Regions from separate parts of the Mus musculus genome. Here regions 2 and 3 are each linked to region 1. Evidence: chromatin contacts called from public promoter capture Hi-C data. All regions are on one chromosome and are shown on one strand. The core of a region is the stretch at or near the end of the contact, and the rest is flanking DNA. Distances in the headings are between cores, read along the strand shown.

What was found. Promoter capture Hi-C pulls out the DNA fragments that hold promoters and counts their contacts.
Region 2: a contact with region 1 is called in a promoter capture Hi-C map of hippocampal neurons, with 6 times the contacts expected there. The contact joins the promoter of Dnajc7 here to the promoter of Igfbp4 in region 1. A contact is called at or near these places in 3 of 39 promoter capture datasets (the C10 cell line, hippocampal neurons and liver) and 1 of 115 datasets of contacts at active chromatin or transcription factors (astrocytes).
Region 3: a contact with region 1 is called in a promoter capture Hi-C map of liver, with 12 times the contacts expected there. The contact joins the enhancer-like site here to the promoter of Igfbp4 in region 1. A contact is called at or near these places in 5 of 39 promoter capture datasets (the 3T3-L1 cell line, hippocampal neurons, liver and 1 more) and 1 of 115 datasets of contacts at active chromatin or transcription factors (embryonic forebrain).

What each region holds. Positions count from the first base shown.
Region 1 is chr11:99,038,900-99,043,303 of GRCm38.p6, reverse strand. Igfbp4 (insulin-like growth factor binding protein 4) reads right to left here and starts at 2,060. Exons shown (of 4, transcript NM_010517.4): 1 at 1,459-2,060. The coding sequence starts at 1,807.
Region 2 is chr11:100,617,659-100,622,062 of GRCm38.p6, reverse strand. Dnajc7 (DnaJ heat shock protein family (Hsp40) member C7) reads left to right here and starts at 2,436. Exons shown (of 14, transcript NM_019795.5): 1 at 2,436-2,535. The coding sequence starts at 2,459. It also overlaps a transcript of Nkiras2 not described here.
Region 3 is chr11:100,388,809-100,393,212 of GRCm38.p6, reverse strand. The region is part of intron 1 of Jup (junction plakoglobin); the gene reads left to right. Among named protein-coding and RNA genes, the nearest start is that of Jup, 6.8 kb to the left of the region's middle. Within about 2 kb of position 1,977, at least 107 of the 459 cell types and tissues checked have an H3K27ac peak or open chromatin away from gene starts, as enhancers often do. A contact at or near this core is called in liver, where this site is marked.

The DNA.
Region 1 (4,404 bases), core at 811-3,310:
GTTTTCCCTGCATCCTGCTTTCCTCAGACTAACAAACTGTTGAGGATTGAGGAAGTGGAGTGGCCTGGGACCCAGAGCAGGAAGCTTGGGGCTCAAGTCCCAGCATCCGGACTGCAACAATGGAGGATTCGAATATCAGGCAAGAGAGAAGCTCTGTGGTGGTTCAGAGAGCCTGGCTGTCAGAGGAGGGACAATAACCAGAGTCAGGGAGACAGTGAAAGGCAGAACACGCAGAAGGAGTCACTGTCAGGACATCAAAAGAGCGAGAGCGTCTGAGATGGAAGTGGAAGGACTGCAGAAAACCAAACGAAGTCAGAGCAAGAGAAGGAAACTAGTCAGGCTCAAGGAGACCGAGAAAAAGAGAAGTCGGGGCTGTTTGGTGAAACTGGAAGTTGAGAGATACGGCAGGAAATAGCAGACGGACAAGAGAAAGGTTCCAAGAAGAAACGGAGAAAGGTCCACCGACAAGTGGACAAAGGAGAAGGAATAAATGCAAGATCTGTCTGTCTAGCCCTCCTCTCTTCTCAGTCCCATATACCCAAGGGGTCTGCAACTCGGGACCAGCAACCAGCATTTCCCTCCAACCCCCTCAGATGGCACCTGCCAGAAGGAAGGAGCAAGAAACCTGGATGTGCCAACCTGGCAGAAAGAGCCCTGCCTTCTCTTCCTTTGCTTTCTGAGCCTTTGGGGGAAGTCCAAGTCGCATGTTCTTTACCCCAGAGGTTCTTCTGAATTGTATGTCCCACTTCACCCCAGGGTGATGAGTGAAAGGCCCAGCCCCTGGCTCCTCACACCTCTCACCTGAGACTGGGTGTGTGGATCAGGCTCTGGATCAGGAACAGAAAGGAACCGTCCCAACACACACACACACACACACACACACACACACACACACACTGCCTCCCGCTCGAATACACATACCATCCTTATCACACAAACGTGCACAAGCACACCATCCTTATCACCCCCACAGACACTTGCACACACGTATGCACATGCGCATGTACACACACACCATCCTTATCACCCCCCACAGACACATGCACACACGTATGCACATGTGCATGTACACACACACACACACACACACACACACACACACGCACGCACACCTTATCATCGCAGTCATCTAACTCTAGATGACAAATGTAACTGAATCAGGTCATTTAACTTACCTCAGGAGCCAGGCTTACCACTGAGGCCAAGGCCCCTCTTCCCAAAGAAGTACTTAGGAGGTTTGAGATGAAGAGGTGGGGTAGGTTTCCCTCGACCAGTGGCAACTGGTGCTGGGATTAAATGCCAGCATTCTTGGCTGTTTCTAAGCTCTGCCACGTACCTCCCTTCTCCTCAACTCACAGGGGGCATTGACGGGCCTTCCAGGCCAGCCAGAATGGGAACTAAGTTGCAGGGAGGAGGGTGTTTGGGAAATGTGGCCGAGGGAAGGTAGGTGTACCTTACCAGAGGTCTGCAGGCTTTCCTGGATGGCTTCGATTTCCGACAGCTCCGTGCACACGCCTTGCCCGTGCATCAATGTACGCAGGGGCTTCTCCACCCCCCGGGGAGGGTAGCAGCGCATGCCTGAGCCACAGCGTGGGGTGTACACCCCGCAGGGCATCCCCAAGCCCAGGGCGCAAGTGGCGCAACAACCGCAGCCTGGCTCCCGCACCAACTCCTCGCAACCCACGGGGGGGCGGCAGCGCGCCAGCTTCTCCTCGGAGCAAGGGGGGCAGTGGATGGCTTCGTCGCCCAGGCTCGGCCGAGGCCCTGCGGCCAGCAGCAGGGCGGCCACGAGGCCGAAGGGCAGCATGGCGAGGACGAGGGTGGGGCGCAGGAGGGGAGCGCGGGCTCGCGAGCGGGCTGCAAGGGACCCGGAGGCAGCGCCCAGAGAGCTTAGAGAACCAGACCCGGAGGGCGCAGGGACACGGGGCGACCCCGGCAGGCAGAGACGGAGCCGGGGAAGTTAGCAAGCACGCTGGAGCAGAGCGAGCCTGGCCACCGAGGCGCTGCGCTGCATCCTCGGCCGGCCCAGCAGGCGGCGGGGGGCAGGGGGCTGAGCGGCTGCCCGGGACCGGCTCCCGGGACTTTATACCGGCCCCCTGGCCACACCCCCAGCGCCGTCCCCGAGGTGGGAGAGCAGGGGAGGGCGAGGGGGAACTGGAGCAATGGAGCGGGAGAAGAGGCCGTTAGGGGGGAGGGGGCGCTGGCCTGAGTCGCCGCCACCGCTACAACATCTGAAAGTCCTTTGCCCCGCCGAAGAAAGCGACGCAGTTTGGAAGCGGTGGCCTGCGCGCGGAGAGCCTCTGAGCTGGACCCTGAAGAGGAAGCAGGGCGAGGGGAAACGAAGGGGATGTTGCTTTGCCCCCCTCCCTCGACCTCGAAGGAGTCCTTCCCAGACACCTAGGAGATCCTCCTGCTGCCACAGAAAACCTGACCTCATAGCGGATTCAAGATTCTCTTGTTCAGTTCCCATCCCTGGCCAGAGTCCTCCGGTCACCCCCACCCACCCCCCGGGTATGTCCAGTCAACCTCTAGAGACCGCGCTAAAGTGGGACAAGGCGACTAAGCACTCTGTAAAGGGTCCAGGAGAGTTCTGGCCTCAAGGTGCTAATAGGCAGTCTTCTCACTTGCCCCTGAACCCCTGTCGCTTGACCCCCGCCCCTGGTTCCATTTGGGCCTTGCTGCACTCTGCTTCCAGAACTCCAGAACAAAGTGCCAAGCCTCTTCCTCCTTCCTAGATGTTGTTCCCTCTACCGCCCTGCTTAGATTCTGGAAGGAGACTGCCATTGGCTTTGTACAAGATGTGAGTCGAACAACTCCAGGGGGCTCCACTTCATGTACTCATTGTGTGTTTGCATAGTTACTGCAACAGTTTCCCAGTAGATGGCAGTCAAAGATTTCCAGAAAGAGAAGCGGCCTTTTAATTTTCCCGACGCCACTTTGCCCCTGGGTGATAAAGGGATTATTGATAAATATATCCCTTCCCCTCGCAGCAATTCTGTTGGAAACGGGAATTGATCTAGAGTCGCGTTTGGAGGAGAGACCCACCTCCTACCACCTTCTTTTTCATTTCTCCCTACGCCTCCTCATCCTCCCCAACCAAGGAGTTCGCTTCTTGTGTCTGTCCAGGCACAGTCGGAGGACCGAAGGATTTTGCGGGTGGATGGGGTCCGGAAGGGTTGGGCTAAACATCCAAGGAGCAACCAACCTAAAGATTTCCTAGACCTCTTCCGGTTCTTTGTCCCAGAGTCGGGGTCTTTCAGCCTCGGAGGAATTAGGCCACCTCCCACTTTCTGCACCGCAGACTGTTGGCGCGGTTGGAGGGAGAAAGGCACCAAGACCCGGACCTGGAAGACTGATCAAAAAGTTGCGAACTGACGGCACCTACTGGCAACCTCTAAGACTGCAGGAGGGTTGAAGTGATAGGATTCCTTCCCTCAGTCCCATCGCAAGGATAAAGTTGGGTCTCTCCTGTCTCATCTGCCATAGAGAAAAGTGAACAGAACGGGTTCTTGAAGCTCCTGGGGGAAGACAGCGGGTTTTTTGTTTTTGCTTCTGTTTTGTTTTGTTTTTGATTCGGAAGCCAGTCCCTGCCCCCATCCTCGTCCTTAAACCCAGTCAGCCTTATACTTAATGCACCAAGTTGAAGTTGGTGTCTAGCTAAAAGGAAGCCTATGCCACTTCTTGGAGCTCCTGTGGGAACAAGAAGGACCAATAAGGACAGTTCTGAGGCCCAGCACTCAACTTGCCGGCCAGACAGCAAACCCAAGATGAATAGACGCGCGTGCTGATGAAAGTGGGTGTTCTGTAAAGGTCTCTAGATGAGACAGAGGCCCCCATCCTGCAACCCCAACACCTCCTCTGCCCCCAAACCTTCCTCTGGTGTCTCCCCACCCCCACCCCATTCCCGGGAAGTCAGGGCTCAAGCATGACTCTCCACATAAGGTACATTCACTAAGCACTTATTATCCCAGGACTTTTGCCTCAAGAAGAGAGAAGACAAGTGTGTAATGAAAATAAGTTTTCTAAGACATGGGCAGGCGCTCTAGGAGATATTTATATGGGACACATGGGGACCCAGAGGCACTCGAAGCCAGTTCTACCTCTGGGGCATGAGAAATATTCACTGCTGATGTGACCTGAAGCCAAGTTTCCTGTGCTCAAGAATAAAATTAAACTGGTATCAGCATGGTCAGACTAGATGATTATCCAGCCTGTCACTTCGCCCTCATTAGGGATGCTGAAGCTCAGGACCTTCAGGACCTGTCAAGCAAAAGGGACTTTATAAGCATCTCTGAGAAGTGCCTAGAAGGAGATAGGCACCAAGCATTTTGTCCTTCCTAGGCCTCCCCTGCTAGGAACTCATCCCAGATTATAGGAGCTCTTCTGATGGTGCGACCTGTGTCT
Region 2 (4,404 bases), core at 1,187-3,686, 1.6 Mb before region 1:
TGTCTGTGTTCATGTTTGAAGGGCCGAATAGCACAGAGATTTCTGAAGCAGAGGAAATACAAGAACCATGACATTTCTTGTATCAGTCTGGGTTCTCTAGAGTCACACAACTTATGGAATGTCTCTATAAATTAAGGTGATTTACTGTAATTACTTACAGTCTGTATTCTAACTAACCCAATAGTGGGCAGCTGTGAATGAGAAGTTCAAGAATCTAGTAGTTCTCTCAGTCCCACGAGGCTCGTTGTTTCAGCTGGTCTTCTGCCTAAGCTGGAATCCTGAAGTAGTAGGTTCCAACAGATGTGCTGGCAAGTAAGTGCAAGCAAGCAAAGAAGAGTGAATCGCTCTTCTTCCAACGTCCTTATGAAGGCCTCTAGCAGAAGGTGTGTCCCAGATTAAAGGTGTGTGCCACCAGGTCTGGATCTGGAACTTGCTTTGTTGCAGGCTGACCTTACACTGAGATCTGCTTGCCTCCATCTCCTGGGATTAAATGCATGTAACTACCTTACCTGGGTTTAAGCTTTTCCTGGTCACTATTCCTCAAGATCTCCATGTCAAGATCCAGGTTAGAAACCTGTGTTCCAACCTCAAGATCTGGATCACAGGTGTGCCCTGCATTTCTGGATTGTAGTTCATTCCAGATTCGGTCAGGTTGACAAGCAGGGCTAGCTATTACACAGAGGAAATACAACAAGGTTCATGACAGTTTTGGAGCCAGGAATCCCTAGGGGCTCAGTATTGATTGCAGAGACTAGCCAAATAATGAAGATGTGTGGGAGGCCAGGGACCAAACACCACAATAGCACGCCATTGGTAAGTTTATTACAGGGAAATGACACACTCCATCCACTTTTGCAAGAAAGGTCATTCTCTCGGAAGAGCCAAGGCTTGGCAAAGATGAAACTGAGGATCAGTTAGGAGACTATTTGCAGTCTCTAAGTTTATTGTTTAAGAGTTTGGGATGAAAAGACTTGGGGGATGTGTGGTGTGGGGACAAAAAGCATTGATGACAAGGTTTCAAGCTAAGGGCAGTGGGTCTGTGTGATTTACCCCAGGTTTCATGTTGAACAGATGAACAGAAGAAATCTAACATAAGAAATTCAGGAAGGAAGAAAAAAATTGTTTCCCCCCCCCCCGTTGTTGAAAAATGGGTGAAAAATTAAATTCGTTAATTAAGGCAGTGGTTCTCAACCTGTGTGGGTCATGACTTTTTTTGGCAAACCTCTATCTCCAAAAATATTTACATTACAATTCATAAGAGTAGAAAATTTATAGCTACAAAGTAGCAACAAAAAATAATTTTACGGCTGGGGATCACCATGACAGGAGGAACCATATTAAAGGGTCACAGCATTTCAATTCACTGAGGTCCAGCTATCATTCTCTATCCAGTGGCCCAGGTAGTTTCCACTCCGTCAGTAATGATAAGGACCTACAAATAAGGTTAGGGACTTTGACACACACTTTCCTTAAGGGAAATTTAAATTCCATTGTCTTATTTTCGTTCCTTTTGGCTTTAAATTACAATTTCAAGGTCGTCTCCTCCCCACATTTAACCTCAGAGGGCCTCAATTTAATCCAACACTGTTGTGTGTGGTAGTGGTACTACAAAGATAATTATGCTGTCTTCCCAATCCAGACAACATCTGGCCAGACAAGCGTGCTGGGTAGAGTTTATGAGAAGTAGGAGTACAGGGGACACTGAGGAAAAGGGACCTCACCCCATGAGCTGCCTTATAAACTCCGGGGCAGGGGCTGGCGCGCCATGTCATCCTTTCTAGGCTTAACGCTGAGATGGCACTCCCAAGCGGCTGACATGAAAGCAGCCTCATAAAAGGGTCCGCGTCATTGGGGTGATGAACCAGTTGGTGCTTAGAGATCCGTGGAGGATGAAAGGAGCAGGGTGAAGACGCCCTGCGTTCCCCTCGCTTGGTTGGGCAGGGCTTCCAGGAACTGATGAAGCTGGGGATTGGGCTCAAAGTAGCTCTTCATGCCTTTCCAGGGAGGAAGCTGTGGACACACTGCAAAGTCAGGAAGGTAGTCTTGGGGGGGGCTTTTCTTCCTCAAGTGTCTTGGGGACCCCGTCTCCACCCACCAGGGACTCCCAAGCGTTACCGGAGGCTCTCTAGGATTGCTAGTTGTTATGGCAACCGGGCTGTAGGGATACTGAGGCAAGCTTAGGCCCAGAGAGGCAACCTCCTTCTGTACCCTCCTCCTATTCACGGGTAAAGTGGCGCCCCCTACGCACAGGAACCGTCCCTGGGCCCCCGCCCCAGCGCGGAGACCACCGTGGACCTCCAGGGATGGAAGGCCGCTCTGGCCCCAAGCGGAGCCTCTCGTTGGTAGACGGGCTCGAGGGAGTCCCTCTGGGCGCGGCGCCGCCGAGCGGCTCGATGCTCCGACCGGAAGTGCTCTACACCGTCTGCCTCCCACCCGGCTCTCTGGTCCCGGCGGTAAGATGGCGGCTACCGCGGAGTGCGATGTGGTAATGGCGGCGACCGAGCCTGAACTGCTGGAGGACGAAGACGCCAAGAGGTAACCAACCGGGTGGTAGAGTCATGGAGGAGACGAGCTTGCAGCTCGTGGCTTGGGGCAGGTGGACCCGCCAGCGAGGCAGCCCCCAGATGCAGAGACGATGGCTCTCCTGCAGACACCCCCCGCCCCCATCTGAGCTGGAGTCGACCGAGATCCCTCTGAAGGGGTACACTTAGGGGGTCTGCTGTCCCCTTCTGCTTCCGCCTAGCAGGGAGCTTGAGGCATGGTCTTGTTCTGCCGCGGGGAGGAAGGTGGACTTCATCGTGGAGGCCGGGTTCCCGGGCGGGGGCGGGGGGAAGGGTAGGAACCCCAGAGGTCGGCTGCAGAGTGGGGGAGGCGTCGCGGCGACAATGACGACTTCCTTAACAGAGCCCCGACCTCCGCCCGCTCTGGTTAACTTGTGTGCATTGTTGCCCGTCCTGACTGGTCGTCTCCGAAGCCCGCATTCTCCTCCTCACTTCCCTTTCCTCACTAATGACCCTTAGTGGTCTCTAGTGTGAGGCTGAGAGAATTGGATGCTCACTGTATGGACCTGGTCGCCCCCCACTCCCCGATAGCCGTAGAAGTTAAGAATGGATAGACAGAAGGGCGAATGAGGAGCTTGTCTCTTGCAGTACGGGGGCAGACGCTTCTTCGCCATTCCTCCCAAGAGCATTCTTAAGCTCAAGGAGAACAGCTGTTTAAATGCAGTTGGCACTGCTGGGCAGCTGCAGTGGCTCGGGATTGCTAGTCTGGCCTAGCCTAGGGAGGTGCTGAGTGAGTGGTTTTTCTCGAACACTTGGTGAATTCCGACACCAGCTTAAGAACGGGTTTTCAAAGCGGGGTGGGGTGGGGTGGGGTGGGGGGGTTAGAGTACGCTTGGGAGCGGGCGGGACTTGTTCTGATACCAAAGGTGAACTGATTCTTTTATCAGTAGCATGATTAATTTGATCCTTTTCTTAGGATGGACTACAGTCCCCTTACTCTCCTTCCCTTGTGGTTCATGTTCATACCAAGCCTGTAGGGAATGTCTTCAGGCTGAATAATTTGAACAGAGTCAGTTCAGGAGGTCTAGAAATCAGGATTCTGAGGGGTTTACTGTCCAAGTTAGACTTATAAGCGGTACTCGGAGAGATACGGGGAATATTGTAGTCATCAGGTGTATGGTAGTACCTGACTTGAAAGCTGAGATGCTAGACAAAGTGTAGTTGATCAAGAGCTATCAAGTTTAGCCTTGCCTCCTCCTCCTCCTGTTTGAGTTTCCATGTCATTACAGTGTCTGGAGTTAAGCATCATCCGCTCCTATATAACTTAAGGTATTGCCAAATGAGAACGGAAGCCCCTCGCTAACACAAACAGAGCTTACATTTTATTTTACTTATATTTGGAAAGAATTTAGTGCTTCTTACTGCTATAAATAGGGACTTTGGCTATATGTCATTTGAGGAATCTATCCTACTCAAGTGTAAATCTCCTGTAGAGAGTGTCACTGATTCGGACTTGAAACAGGTCTCTATGTAGACCAGCCAGTCTTGAACTCATAGAGAACCGTTCATCTGCCTCTGCCTCCCAAGTGCTGGACTAAAGGTGTGCACCGGTTACACTAGGCTAACTTCTGTGTCCCCTCTCTAAAGCAACTCCTCCTTAAAAGACCAGATTAGCTTTAGAGGGTATTTTGTCATAAATGGTCATAAATGTTTATGGACAGATATATTAAACAAAGGCTGAGTATGGTAGCACACATCTGTAATCCTTGCACTTGGGAGTCAAAGGCAGAAAGAGCTGGAATTCATCAGTCTGGGTTTTATAAAAAGAAGCTAGACGTGGTGCTCACCATAATCCAGCACTTGGAGGCAGCGGCAATCGGACAAGGTCAAGGGCAGCCAGATA
Region 3 (4,404 bases), core at 728-3,227, 1.3 Mb before region 1:
TCCTATCCAGAAGACAGTGTCAGATTCTCCCCGCAAGCAGAGTCATAGAAGATTGTGAGCTGCCATATGGCTTCTGGGAACTGGTCTGGGTCCTCTCCAAGAGCAGTAAGTGCTCTTAACTGCTGAGACATTTCTCCAGCTCCGGATGGGAGGTCTTCACTTCAAATGGAGAAGCAGGTGGAGGCTCATAGTAGAGTCTCCTCTGGAGAGGGCCACCCTTGCCCAGGAGGCGCTTCCTGTGGGTGAAGAGTCAGTCTAAGTCCTTGGAGGAAACTTTTTGTTTGGGAATTTGGGAAGAAGAACCACAGGGCCGAATAGAAACCCAGCGTCTGACAGCTGGCTGGCCCAGTAACTCTCTGAAAGAAAAAGGTAGTGAGATGGGGCGGGACAGGTCACTGGGATTTGTGTCTCAACAGATGACAGACACCCTGAGGTCTTTCTCTTGGGATGTGGTTGACCGTCCCATTTTCCAGCAACTTCCTGGGCTAGATTCGAAGAGAGAGAGAGAGTTCTTTGACCGTCTGACCGTTTGCTTGTGCTAGCCTCCTGGCCTCTTAACTTCTGGTTGGCTGCAGAGGAGGGTGCTCAGCTTTCTCTGCGGTTTCCCAGTGTGGAGGGAGATCTTATGTCTAGTGATGGCGAGAAGAGGCCAGGCAATCGACAAACTGCCTCACTGTGGGCTGTTTCTCTGTCGCTGAGTGTCAGGATCAAAGGCTTGCTCCACTGTGCTCAGTTGGTCTTTTTGTTTTTCTCGTGACAGGGCTTCTCTGTGTAGCCCTGGCTGTTCTGGAACTCACTTTGTAGACCAGGCTGGCGTCGAACTCAGAAATCTGCCTGCCTCTGCCTCCCGAGTGCTGGGATTAAAGGCATGCGCCATCACTGGCTGGCTGATTGCTATTTTATTTTATTTTATTATTTTAAATTGAGGAATGCACAGAAATTTGTGAGAATAAAAAGCAGCTGTCTTTAATTTGAACTGTGTGAGGTAGCCACCTTGAACCTTCCTCCCTCCCTCCCCTCCTATCCTTTGCTCTTGACCTTCCACCTCCATGTGAGCTCTGTATACAGAGGTGAGCTGCTTTTATTCCTGCACAATACAGGGATTAGAGCCCAGGGAGGGCTTCCGGGCATGCCATACAAGCACTTCACTCAGAAGCCGCTCATCCGCGAAGCCCTCCTGTGCCCTCAACATGGCAAGTTTTTATTTTTCCAAACATGTATTTATTTCGGGGGGTGTTGCCGCATACAGGCTGAAATCAAAGAGCAACTTGTAAGAGTCAGTTCTGTCCTTCTGCCATGTGGATAAAATTCAAGCCATTTGGTTATGGTGCAGGCAGGCACCTTTACCTGCTAAACCATCCTAGCAGCCCCAACCAAGGCATTTTTTTTTAAAGATTTTATTTACTTATTTTATATATATGACAAGTACACTGTAGCTATCTTCAGACACCCCAGAAGAGGGCAGCAGATCTCATTACAGATGGTTGTGAGCCACCATGTGGTTGCTGGGAATTGAACTCAGAACCTCTGGAAGAGCAGTCAATGCTCTTAACCGCTGAGCCATCTCTCCAGCCCGCCCCTCCCCCCAACTAAGGCATTTGCTTGAAGCCTTCTTGCAAAGCTTTTGCTTGCTGCAGCCTGCGTTGTCCAGGGACTAAGGGTTCAGGTCCCTCCTGTCCAGCCCTACGCCTGTAACATCCTACTCTAACTGGCTGGCATCCAACTGCTGTTAATGGGACTGCCTAAGCCCAATGGTGCTGGCTAGGGGCTTGTAACAGCTGGAGTAATTTTCCACTCCCAGGAGTCCTGGTTTGGGCTCATCTGCCGGCCTGGGATGCTGTCCTCATCAGGGATGCAGCTGGAGCCCTCTGTTAGGGGAACCCATTAGGTTTCCTAGGTCAGGCCACTTCCCTCTGCTACATAGCCCCCTCCATTTTCCCACCCGGCTCTGTTTGCTTTGGGAAGCAGCCCAGAAGAGAACAAACAGCAGCTGGGTCATGGCCTGAGCCTCTCCCACTCCAGACCTCTTCTCAGCCATGGTCTGGCCTGGGCTGCCCTCCAGGCTGGAAGTGAGAATGTTCCTTTGAAACATCCCTTGTCTTCTCTGGTCATCAGCATCGGCCATGCGCGAGTAGCTTGTGCTGCCTCTCTTACCAGTGTGGGCCATTCTGGTGATAGAAATCATGGTGTCTGCCCAGGAACCTCTCACCATGATAGAATGGGGTGCTGGGGTTGGGGGGACAGTGAGGGGTTCCCTCGTGGAATCAGCAGTCTCTAGAAGTTTCTATGTCTGACTGTGCGAGCCATGACAGTGTGTGTTTCTTTCTGTCCTTGGGACTGTTGGCAGTATCTCAGCTGGATCCAGAGGCATTGAGAAGGGAAGCTTAGGGCTGGTATCCTCTCTAAGCCCTTACTCTGAGGTGGGGACTGTTCTGTTGGGGTTGGCTACTGCTTGGGTGGCAGCTATGTTCAGGTTACATACAGTCTGAGGAAAAGGGGTCCCATGACTACATAAATGGTTTGACTTGCCCAAAGGCCCACAGCCAGTTAGGTGTTGGTTCTGATGGGGACCCTTTGTAAAGATGTTTATCCCTCTGCTCTCCTGCTTTGATGTAAGCCTGTGTGTGGGTCTGGGTGTGCCTAGGGTGCCAACCTCTAGCCCGAAGGACCTCCAGGGGAAGCCCAGCTTTGCCTGCCATGTGTGGCCCCGTGCTTTGTTTCTGCATCCAGGTCCAGCCCAGCCTCTCAGGCAGCCCTCTCCTGAGCCTGTTTCTAGGTGTTTTACTGTCACTTAGCAGCCCAGCGTGGCTGTGCCTGTTGCTTGACTGTCCCTGCAGGTGCTGGCTAGGTCGGAGGCTGCTGTCACTCTTGGAGGGGTTATTTTTAAAGTCAGGACTGGGCGTCATTCTGCTGGACAGCTTGGACGGAGGGTGCGTGGTGCCAGCACCCCAGCTGGCTGTATGGAAGAACAGGCATGGAGGGCAGGGCTCTGACCACCCCCCCTCCCCAGTCTGGAGCCAGTGGGGGAAGGGACCTTTGCATACCCTTCAAGGGCCTGTGTCTTCTCTCTTCCTGTCCTCCTCCTACTCCACCCTGTGATCTCTAAACTGGCTTCTTCCTCCCTGCCACCAACAATGGAGCAGAGTCCCACTGCTAAACAAAGGTCCCCCTTTCAACTCGGAAACCCGCCCTGTCCCTGTCTCTGTCTCTACCCATCTCTGGCCCAGTGCCTGGGCAGGGCCCCCCACCCCCCACCGTCTCCCTCACTTCCACCCTGGTTCTGTCCAGGGCGCATTGCAGAAGGTCTGACCTGTGTTTCCAGGGTGAAGAATGCTGAGACCTAACTGGGTGCGGCCTCTCCGCCCCGAGAATGGCCAAACCTATACTTTTGCTTGTTGTGGAAGAATGTCCCAGGCTCTCTGAGTTGGTAGGGAGAATGGTGAAACTGATTGACCATCCTCTCTGATGGCTGACTACCAGCCTTCCCCTTACAAGAGTAGCTAGTTGTCTCTGTGAAGATTTCTGGTGTGTCCACTCTCTGAGCTGCTTTCAACTCTACCTTGCCCACCCTTAGCCTAACCTTCACTGACACAGGAACCTTCGCATCTTATTAGAATCTGGCCATCAGTGCTTCTTCTGAGATCATGGGGCCAGCCTTTCTCAGATTAAAAAACACCCAATACTGGGCAGTGGTTGCGCACGCCTTTAATCCCAGCACTTGGGAAGCAGATTTCTGAGTTCGAGGCCAGCCTGGTCTAACAGAGTGAGTTCCAGGACAGCCAGGGCTACACAGAGAAACCCTGTCTTGAAAAAGCAAAACAAAACAAACAAAACAAAACACACCCAAAGGGGCTGGAGAGACACCTCAGCTGTTAAGAGCACCAGCAGCTCTTCCAAAGGTCCCGAGTTCAGTTCCCAGCACTCACATGGCAGCTCACAACCATCTGTAACTCCATTTTCAGAGGATCTGACACCCTCACACAGACATGCATGCAGGCAAAACACCAATGCGCATTAAAAATAAACAAATCCTTCAAAACAAAGCAAAAACACCCAGAGATTCCCAGCATATATGGTAGAGCTGAGACCCTAATCTGACCCTAATCTGACCAATGCATAGGTGGGGAGGACCGCCACCTGTGATCACCCTCATCCTTACCTTCCCCTTCCTCCCCTTGGTCAGAGGGCTCAGTTTCTCCCAGACTCTCAGAAGTGAACTAAACCCCAGTCTGCAAGTAAGACAGACTCAGCACTGAGCATGGTGCCACCGTTCCTGGAACTTGGAGCCTCTGTTTCCCCATCTATAAATTGGGAATCAGCAAAGGCCTACCGGCAGGGTTGGAAGTCACTGGCTATTAGAGAACAGGATGCTTGCCCTCTGATATCCTTTGACCTCTGCCTGGC